2 separate regions of the Rattus norvegicus genome follow, and region 1 is linked to region 2. The links are chromatin contacts, called in public Hi-C maps. All regions are on one chromosome and are shown on one strand. The core of a region is the stretch at or near the end of the contact, and the rest is flanking DNA. Distances in the headings are between cores, read along the strand shown. Region 1 overlaps Gclc (glutamate-cysteine ligase, catalytic subunit). Region 2 has its middle 140 kb from the start of Lrrc1.

Region 1 (5,159 bases), core at 1,419-3,918, 380 kb after region 2:
AAATCGCGGACGGTGATTGATTGATGACCCTAGCCTTCCACTCTTAACTCTTGTTGTTTTTAAAGCATACTATCTCAGCGAAACAAAAGCAAGCGCAAGTTGTGCTCTGTCTACAAAAGCCTCTCTTTGCTATTTGACCTGTGACTGTTTTTTGGACTAGCATTCTACCATGTGTAATAAATGCACCAGTGTGTCCCGCATTATAAATGATATGACATTAAAGACCAAGGAAGTTGTCTTAGATTACCTGTGCCGTGCCAAAACTAAATTGTTGGAGCCTCTAAGATAATGTCTTTACGTTCGCGTGTTTATGATTTTTAATCCTTGAGACAGGAGGGTGGGGAATTACAGGAATGTAGAAGAATCTGCCAGGAAGTGTAGCCTCTCCTGACTCATCTCGAGAGCCTCTTGTTGAACATCTGGGAAAATGAGCAGCAGAGCACGTCTTCACAAACGGCTCTCAGCATCTCAGCTCTGAAGATGTCTGTCTCTGAGCAGCACTTGCCAAAATGAACATCTTGACTTTTCTGTGGGATATGTAGTAGAGGAGAGAGAGGAAAGAGGGATCAAAAAATGAGTTCTTGTCCTCCCACAATGCACTGCAGACAGACTGCGCTCTGCAGGCTTTTATGTTATGGAAAGGGCTTGTAGTACTAGCACGTGTGGCTGGCCCCATTTTCTGTGACTCCAGCCTTTACATTTCTCTATTTCTGAAGATCATGTTGAGTCCAAGCCTGGAAAAACATTAATCTCTTTATTACTTTCCGCAGGTGGAGTACATGTTGGTGTCCTTTGATCATGAAAATAGGAAAGTCCAGTTGTTACTGAATGGCGGCGATGTTCTTGAAACTCTGCAAGAGAAGGGGGAGAGGACAAACCCCAAGTAAGCTGATCCCTCAAGTCTCAGCCTAGTGCTTCTGAGCCCTTGGAGTAACCAGGACATAGGCTCTTTCCTCAGCTGTCTAGAAGGCAGGACGATGGAGGGTAAGAGGGTAGGCTTGGGTGCCAAGCTAGAGTCTCTGGTTCTGGCTCATCTAGTTGGTAGGTGAGTAGCCTTGAGCAACCCTCTGTGCCTCAGTCTCCTCATCTCTATAAACATGTGGCTAACAGTAGTTATCTCACAGGCATTTCAGAATACTCAGTACGGTCAGCTACAGGGTGGAGAGATTTTTTCTTAGACACATTTCTGAAATGTGATTGAGATCCGAGCAGAGTCTGGAAGCAGTTTTGTTTTGGCAACATGAGGTTTACGTCTGTCTGTCTGTTTGTTTGTCTGTCTTTTCCTTCTCTTTCTCCTCCTCCTCCTCCCCACCCTCTTCTTCATCTTCCTCCTTCTTTTGCTTGCTTTTTTGTTAGCTTGTTTTGTTTCTCAAGACAGGGTTTCTTTGAGTAGTCCTGGCTGTCCCAGAGCTTGCCCTGTAGACCACGCTGGTCTTGAACTTAGATCTGCCTGCCTCTGCCTCTTACTTGCTAGGATTAAAGACATGTGCTACACACCTGACCTTTTAGTGCTGGTTAAATATTTCTTTACCTGGGAGTAGAGAGGGGCCAGGGGCATCTCTCTAGTTCATTTTCTATTTGGTCGCTTTGGGAAGCTGCATTTGAGAACCTCAATATTAGCCTGTAAGGCCTTCCTTCCTTCCTTATAGAGTGGACTAGCTTTGTCCTAGACAGAATACTTGTGTGCATTTTCAAAAACTTATAAATATTCTGAACTCAACATTTAGTAGCCGTAAGTAGTTGAAAAGCAATGGAAAATTTACAGCTTTAATAAGCCTCTTTTTTAAAAAAATTAAGTGGACTATAGCAAAAGAATAAGCTGAAATCATAATGACTTCTCTACAGCCACCCAACCCTCTGGAGACCAGAGTATGGGAGTTACATGATTGAAGGGACACCTGGCCAGCCGTACGGAGGAACGATGTCCGAGTTCAACACAGTGGAGGACAACATGAGGAAACGCCGGAAGGAGGCTACTTCTGTATTAGGAGAACATCAGGCTCTTTGCACGATAACTTCATTTCCCAGGTTAGTTCCTACGTTAACATGTTCTAGCAGGAATATCAGACTGAGGTTATGAAGAAAGTAAATCCTGACCTGCTCATTTTCCTCTACAATTCTTACACTTGTTCATACTGTTGGACAGTACAGCACTATCATCCTCAGAGTTCACTTTAAGGAACTACTGCACAAGTGAGTCACTCCCCAACCGGCTTGTGCTGGAGGTCGGACTGCTGACATTTGATACATTCTTACATTAGGACTGCTACAAGCATTGCATAGCAGCTTCATGGTGGGCGGGCTGTGCCCTGGTAAGGGTACACATCTGGACAGGGTTGGAAATGACCCTGTGACTGGTGACTGGTGGCAGTGTGGGGAGAGTGTGGCTCCAGCTCACTGGGGAGGAGCCCAGTCTCCTGTCAGTGGACTGTAGCAGCTGTACTCGCAGACCCGACCTGAAGGAGCATCTGCCCTCCAGCACCTCACTGAGTATTCTGAGCTGTGGATCCCAACCCCCAGAGAGCCTTTGAACTTGGAGGAGGGAGCATACTTTCACAATCTGGCAGATATCTAGCACAGATAAGTGAGATCACGGGGAGGGAGCAGGACCTTGGGGCACACTTGTTCCTGGAGTGCTCTTGCCAGATACTGACTGAACAAGCTGAGTCACATTTGTATTGTGCTGGAGATTGGGGGTTTGTGACCAATAGTTAGGACGGTGAATACCAGTAAGTAAACATAGGGAAGTGTGTTCTCAGATTAGAAAGGGATCCGCGAATGTCCAATGTTGAGTGTAGAGCTCCTGTGTAAGACTGGGGTTCTGCTCAGAAAGCTCACTTATCTATGCTGATGTCTGCCTCCTCCATCAAAAGAGTTCTGGGGTTGAGTATCCTTAGCCTTAAAGCACTAAACTATTGTGATGCTGCTTTTTCTTCTGAAAACATGCACCATTGATCCTAGAAGGACGTTATTTTAAATGGAATTGATAGCTTTTACCTCCCTATTGTCATTCCTGCATACAACAGATAAGTCACTTGTCATATACTTAGAGACAGAGACTCTGGGTGCCTTTTCTTTGCCAGACCCAGAGAGGCTTTGCTCATCAGAGCTGAGGAGACAGCAGAGATTAGTCAAATACCTATTATATAAATATATAATGATGAAATTAAGGAGTGGCATGAGGTGTGGATATGGCTGTGGGTTCTGGGGTAGGGAGACTTCTCCACAGGAAGATGACTGGAGTGATATCCAAAACTCTAGAAGGAGTTTCATAGGAGAGGGGGCAGAGGGACTCTGGGGGAAGAGGAGTCACGGAGAGAGCCTGGTGGGGGGAAGAAGAAAGGGAGTTACCCACTGTGACCAGGAAGCTGGGGTGCAGGTGACTGCTGAGGCCAGGCCGGCAGTTATGAACTTTGATTGCTATTCTGAAAGCATTCGAGACTTTGGGAATCTAGGCTGGGTAGATTGTATCACACGTTTGCTTTGTAGCCCTCATCTGGGCTGTTGGCGTGAGAGCAAATGCATAGCGGGTGCCAGGGCGTGCCAGGCGAGGGAAAGGGCACTCCTTAGGCAATGTTGTGGTGACATGGGTGATGGTGGGCAGTGACAGTGAAAAAAGTGATAGAATCAGCTAACCTGCTGGAGAGCAGGGGACAGATGAAGGTGACCTTAGGTGACTGGTGGGAAACCTTGGGATAATGGAGTAGCAGCCTAAGAATCATGATTGGCTGTGGGTGTTGCTTGTCAACTTTTAGCAAACTTGGAAATGCAATGTCTTACGTTTTGCTTTCTCTCCTTAACATAAGAGAGCTATACATCTCTCTAGCAAACTAAGGCGGGGCAGGAGGAGGCAGCACAAAGCAGAACCATTTTAGACATTGAAGAAATGTGCAGCATTGAAAGACTGTTCTTTCTGGGCCACATTGTCTTTGGTTAAACTCTATTGTGTATTTTGCTTCGGTTAATGGCTCTGTGTAGAATAGTTCTTCTCTGGAAAAAAGTTTATAGTGGCTTCTTCTATGTTAGAGAGAATTGAATAGGTTCCGTTCAAAAAGTCTGCGTCCGTTCTCTCTTGTTTTTCCTTCTCCTCTTCTTCATTTTCTTCAGTTATTGTTTAGTTTTGCTTTTCTTTTCCTTTTCTTTTTGAGACAGGGTTTCTCTGTGTAGCTCTGGCTGTCCTAGATCTCGCTCTGTAGACCAGGCCTCTAACTCAGAGAATTGCCTGCCTCTGCCCAGTTCTAGAAAGCTAGGATTTCCCCCCAGGTTAATGTCTGTCACACAGCTAAAGGGTGGTGGTGGTGGTTGTTGTTGTAAGTTTACAGGTTCAGAAAAGATTGCACAGTGGCTGCAGGAACGCCCAGGAAGCCTTGGTGCGAGGAACTACTTTCCAGATGAGAATAGCAGTCTCAGCTGTTTACAGGCTGGGTTGCCTACAACGACTTGCCTTTGTGAAGGGCAGGGAGTTGACATAAGGTCTGGGTTAGTAGTTCTGGCTACTGATCTAGAACCCAGTAAAGAGCCTGCTTGTTTGCTCTCACTGACTTAGAAGGACTGCCTTACTCAGTGAGACGGAAGTATGAGCACTGTCCTCAGGGGCTGGGTGGAACCTGCCCTGGCTGGGTGGAACCTGCCCTGGCTGGGTGGAACCTGCCCTGGCTGGGTGGAACCTGTCCTGTTTTGAAATTAGAACTCTTCTTAAGGTTAAGAACGACAATGAGGTTGGATCTTACACCAGGGCACTCTGGTGTAAACTGGGGACATTGGAGACACTGCTTAACCTTGAGGGACTTCTGAGGAGATAGCAGAGGCAATACCCAGAAGACCTGGTCCATATTCATCAGGAGGTTGGAGCAGTGTAGTGAACAGGGCTGAAGGCAGTTTTGAGCATTGATATGGCTAGTGAAGAGGAGTCCCATAGTGAGTTGCAGCTAACCAGTTCTGAAGCCATTTCTCACCTATCCTTTCTCGATTGGTTGCAGGCTAGGCTGCCCTGGATTCACACTGCCAGAGCACAGACCCAACCCAGAGGAAGGAGGTGCATCTAAGTCCCTCTTCTTTCCAGACGAAGCCATAAACAAGCACCCCCGCTTTGGGTGAGTGGGGCTCAGACTGTGGTCTGGGCTACAGTATTTGGTCTGAATTCCTCTCAAGCACGCGTT
Region 2 (4,822 bases), core at 167-2,666:
GACAGGTAGGGGTGGGACAGTCTTTCCTTCAAAGCTGTTAGAAATCAGCTCACAAGTAAATGGGTCTCAGTCTCTAATTCACGTCAAGCGCAACATGGAAACTTACCTTAGAGTAGTCACTAAGCCAAACACTTGAGTTCAGAATCTAAATGATTTCTCCCAGTCAAAATTGTCTTCTTAAAAAAGAATAGTGCCCATTAAAGTTCGGCATGCCAGAAGAAATAAGCAACTTGAGTTAAAGCCAGTCAAGTGATTCCAGCAGGGCACAGGAGCCTGTGGGCCCAGCATGTGGAACCCAAGGCAAAGTGGACTGCCAGGAGCTCCAGGCTAGCCCAGGCTGCATGATGGAAACAAAGTCCAAGAGTGAGAAGTCACGGAAGACCCACAAAAATGAGACATTTAGGATTCTGATAAAATGCAAAACAAACATTTTAGCATCTCAAAGAAATAAGCAAAAGACTCTCAAATGTTAGTATGCATTTCTGCAAAGGGAACAGATACCACTTCTAAGAAATGAAGCTTTGTGTAGGTTAGTGAAGGGTTAGGTAATGGCTGAGGAGGGAATCAGTGAGGTAGAATTTAAGGCTTAAAAATACCTCACAAATGACATTGTAGAAAATAGAATTCATGAATAAATATGAGAAAATGGTAAGAAGATGCAGAGAACAACCGGGGGGGGGGGCTGAGAGACTGGGGAAAGTCAGCCCTCAAGGGAGCATTCACGAGAAAGGTCTCAGGCTGGCGATCAGACTGCAAGCCTCAGATCACAAAGCCACAGCAAGAAGAATATGCTGACCTGGCAGATAGATGATTGTCCACCTGTTAAATACCCAAGTAGGAAAAAGTCTTTTAGAAAACTGTGACACAGGAAAAGCAACTCCTCCAAAAATTTACAGCTCGACTAATAATGAAGCTCTTACAGGATAACAAACCCAAGCCTGACAGGATGTCTTAAGAATATTGAAAGAAAAACGTCTGTCAGTCTGTAGTTACATAAAGTGGGCCGAGCTCTGGTATATTGCAAAGAAGGTGCAATTGACATTAAAGTACTGAGCCTCAAGCCCTGCTCAGGCATGTGCGCCATGGTCCTGTGTGTGCTCCTTTTCTGGGATGTCCCCTCCTCTAGCAACCGAGTGTCAGAATGTGGCGCAGCAGTGAGGCCCAGGATCATCATGTACCTGCTCATAGTCTCTGTGCCCTCATACTCCTTAGTCCGTTCGTCTACCCTCCACAGCTCCTACTTGTCCTCTTTCTTTTACCAAAGCCTTCACCGCAGTGGGGAGATGGCAGGCTTTCTACAGTTCTGACATAAGAGGAATTGTGCCTCTGCTTCCCCCAGCTAGGATGACAGTCCGTTTAAGCGATGCCCTTCAGCGGCCACTAGGGGTCGCTGTAGCCTCTGCGTATTTCACCTGATGTTAGCGGGCAGAGACCAGCAAGGCAATGGTGGCCAGCTGGGTCGGGTCACCCTCCTTACACACTCCCACGCTAGGAATATCTAATGATGTACACTCTGCCTATAAATTAAACCAGTATTTACAGTCATCCCACAAGGAAAGGCAAGAGTCAGATAGCTTAGAAGCAAGCTTTCCTGTGTACTTAAGGACGAGATAATTCCACACTTACGCCACTTCAAAAAAGAAACCAGGAAGTACGCCCTCATTCGTTTTATGAGTTGTCTACCGATGAATGCCCAGACTAGACATGAATACTATAAGAAAGTTAAATTCCGGGCCACGTATGGGCATGAGAACAAGAGCCCTCAATGACTCATCAGTGACATGAGTTAAGAGAAATACAAATATGACAATTCATTGTGGTCGGGATGAATTTGTTTAGAGGAGCGCCCAGGTTCTACATCACAACTGGAGTTAGGCATGCTACTGGTAATGTGACGTTCTTGCAATCATAGATCCAGAGACGGCAGGATCATCTCAACAGATGCAGAACAAACACCACTAAAATTCAATAGCCATTACTGCAAGAAACACATTGGTATGATGAAGTTAATCTACTTAAAAAAAAAAGCTATGAAAATGTCTTTCTTATTGGTGAAACATTAAGGGATTCCTTTTAAAATCTGGAACCAGACAAAGACACCCTCCTGCAAATACACCACACACACACACACACACACACACACCACAGCACATACACACATACTGCACACATAAACACATTCTCTCTCTCTCTCCTTCCCTCTCTCCCTCTCTCCCTCTCCCCCCTCTCTCTCCCCAAGACTTTTGGTCAATTATATTCACTTTAAAATGTTATAGATTAGGGACACAAGAAAATGACTAACCAATGAGATCTTTGGGAAGGGGAGTAAGAAAGGTTATCTTAGAGGATGGGAAAATGTAGTGTGTGTTGTTCGTATTATAATGAGAGTAAGGTCAAGCAGGGAAGGGGCTGTGAACAGAGAGGGCGCTTAGAAAGTCTCAGACGTGTCTGCTCCTTCACCTGGGTAGTCATTACATAGACGTTTATGACAGCCCCTCAAGCTGTGAAATTTTTATATCTTTATTTCACTTGATATGAATGTGTTTTTAAATTGACGTCTGTGATAGCTACCAACTTTATGGATAAAATGAAAACTTTTAACAACTTGTAAACTATTAACAAGACTTAGTTAAGTGGGAAACACAGGCTAGAAGATTAGATTTGATGGAGAGAGCAATCTCACTCAAATTAGCACGGAGACTCAGTGTAATGTGAATGGAAACCCAAGCATGTATTCTTGTACAGTAAAGCAAACTGACTTTGTACTTTGTATGAAAGAGGAAAGAGTGTGTTGGCCAAAGTCAGACCAAAGCAGAACTAAAGAATTTCCACACTATATATCATGTGACAGGAAGGAAGGCCGCAGGACACAGAGCAAAAGCATCTCCAGTGCTGGCTCGAGTGGCTGTCAGGACTGGAAGCCAGGAGCTCAGGAAGACTCTATGGGAACAGACCAAAGCTGCCAACTATGTCTTCTCTCCTGGGAAAACCTGTCCTTCTTTGATGCCTTCCAGCAGCTCTGACCAGGCTCACCCACGTCATTCATGATAATCCTCTTACTTCTGGCCAGCCCATCAGGGACTCTTCTTACATATGCAAAGTTCTTTCACGGCAGCACCTAGATTAAGGTTTGCACAACTGTGTCTGCAGCTGAGACAAGTTGGCAGATCAAAGTAGCTCTTGACGGGACCTATCCGCCCAAACAGCGAGACGTCCGTCTAAAATCAAAGCTTGTGACAGCATACTGTGTGAATAGCATGAGGCAGAGTGTCAGAGTGAGATCAAGTGACAAATTTACATGTATATTGAAACCTGTGAAATGCCTGAGTGGGCATTGAAGATTAGCAAAGAAAATGAATAAATTGATACGCATCGCTTAATATATAGAAATCAATGAAAATGGATCCCTACTCCTTGTAAACACACACACACACACACACACACACACTGTGAGAACAGAGAGGCTGAACAAAACACTTTGCCCTCCAATACTCCAATACGTACTGCTGGCTATTGGTCTCTTTCTGTGAGCACTGCTGAGAGGCAACAATGCTTTCTGATTAGATGCCTAATTGATGAACTGCATCTGGCCTGGGAGGATAATTACTGAATCACAGATGTCTGAGCAAAGGCTTCCTTCCTGCCATGTAACCTGTAGTGAGACATTCCCCCTGTCTTCTCCCGGGAGCTATGTTATACATTTAATAACTTCTGAGCCACCGTTGAGTGCTGCCCCGGAAGGCTGAGCATGGTGACATATGCCTGAAAACTCCATTACATGGGAACAGATGTAAGATGATTACTGTAAGTTCAAGGCTATCCTGATCTATATGGCAAGTTGCGAGACACCCAGGATGCCAGAGAGCCCCAATGACCCTGGAAGTGCTTGATTAGTATGCTGGTATACTCCCACAAATCCATTAAAGAGACACACTTGGCCATGCTGGGTGCCGTGCTTCTTGTCCTGAATCTTGGCACTGGTGTTCTCTGTCTATTCAGGAGGAAGTGTCTAAGTCACCAAGTTTTGGAGGTATTACACAATTCTCTCTCTCTCTCTCTCTCTCTCTCTCTCTCTCTCTCTCTCTCTCTCTCTCTCCATGGACTGAGGGGTGAAATACCATGGGTAATTTGGAAGAGTATCTAGGAGTATCTGCTTGTTACTTCAAAGGAAGGGAAATCTCTTAATACAAGCCATGAAGGAATACATTGATTGCGTTACATTTTCTAAAAACTCCCTTATGCTCCATTTATCAAAGTCTGGTAGACCACAGGGCATAAACTGAGAGATGACATTTTCAATACACCGAATAATACAAAATCAATACCTATGATTCAGTAAGGATAGATAAGTTCTATGAAGTATACAAAAGATACATGTAGGAACGTTAGAGGAATAGAATATTTATAATCTTTAACAGAGACAATTACAAAATCATAAATTTATTTTATGCATGTATTATGAAATATTCACACATATGCATATTATACTGATTATATTGATACAAAATATAAAGTTGGATATAACAATAGAGTCAAAGATATAAGTCAAGGGACTATTACATACTGTGAGCGTGATTAAAAATTGAAATAATTTTTCAATTATTATTATTTTGGATAATACCTTGGTGCCCCTCATGAATGAGGCAGTCACAAGTCTCCTGCTACATACCTTTGTCCAAAGATGAAGCGTAAAGAGAAACCCTCACTGACACACTGCAGAGGTCATGCTCAAGAATGATCCCAGCAGTACCATTCACACAGTTTGAAAAGTGAGGCAACGTGATTTCAATCAAGAGTATAATGAACAGAACCATATTTACAT

Evidence for each region. A called contact is a pair of places that touch in the nucleus more often than the background predicts.
Region 1: a Hi-C map of the A7r5 cell line shows a contact between it and region 2, with 7 times the contacts expected there. The contact joins two enhancer-like sites. A contact is called at or near these places in 2 of 12 Hi-C or Micro-C datasets (the A7r5 cell line and frontal cortex).

What each region holds. Positions count from the first base shown.
Region 1 is chr8:87,529,198-87,534,356 of GRCr8, forward strand. It overlaps Gclc (glutamate-cysteine ligase, catalytic subunit), which reads left to right. Exons shown (of 16, transcript NM_012815.2): 2 at 771-883; 3 at 1,846-2,028; 4 at 4,980-5,093. Among named protein-coding and RNA genes, the nearest start is that of Gclc, 21 kb to the left of the region's middle. Within about 2 kb of position 2,669, at least 11 of the 93 cell types and tissues checked have an H3K27ac peak or open chromatin away from gene starts, as enhancers often do. A contact at or near this core is called in the A7r5 cell line, where this site is marked.
Region 2 is chr8:87,146,320-87,151,141 of GRCr8, forward strand. It overlaps a transcript of Lrrc1 not described here. Among named protein-coding and RNA genes, the nearest start is that of Lrrc1, 140 kb to the right of the region's middle. Within about 2 kb of position 1,417, at least 26 of the 93 cell types and tissues checked have an H3K27ac peak or open chromatin away from gene starts, as enhancers often do. A contact at or near this core is called in the A7r5 cell line, where this site is marked.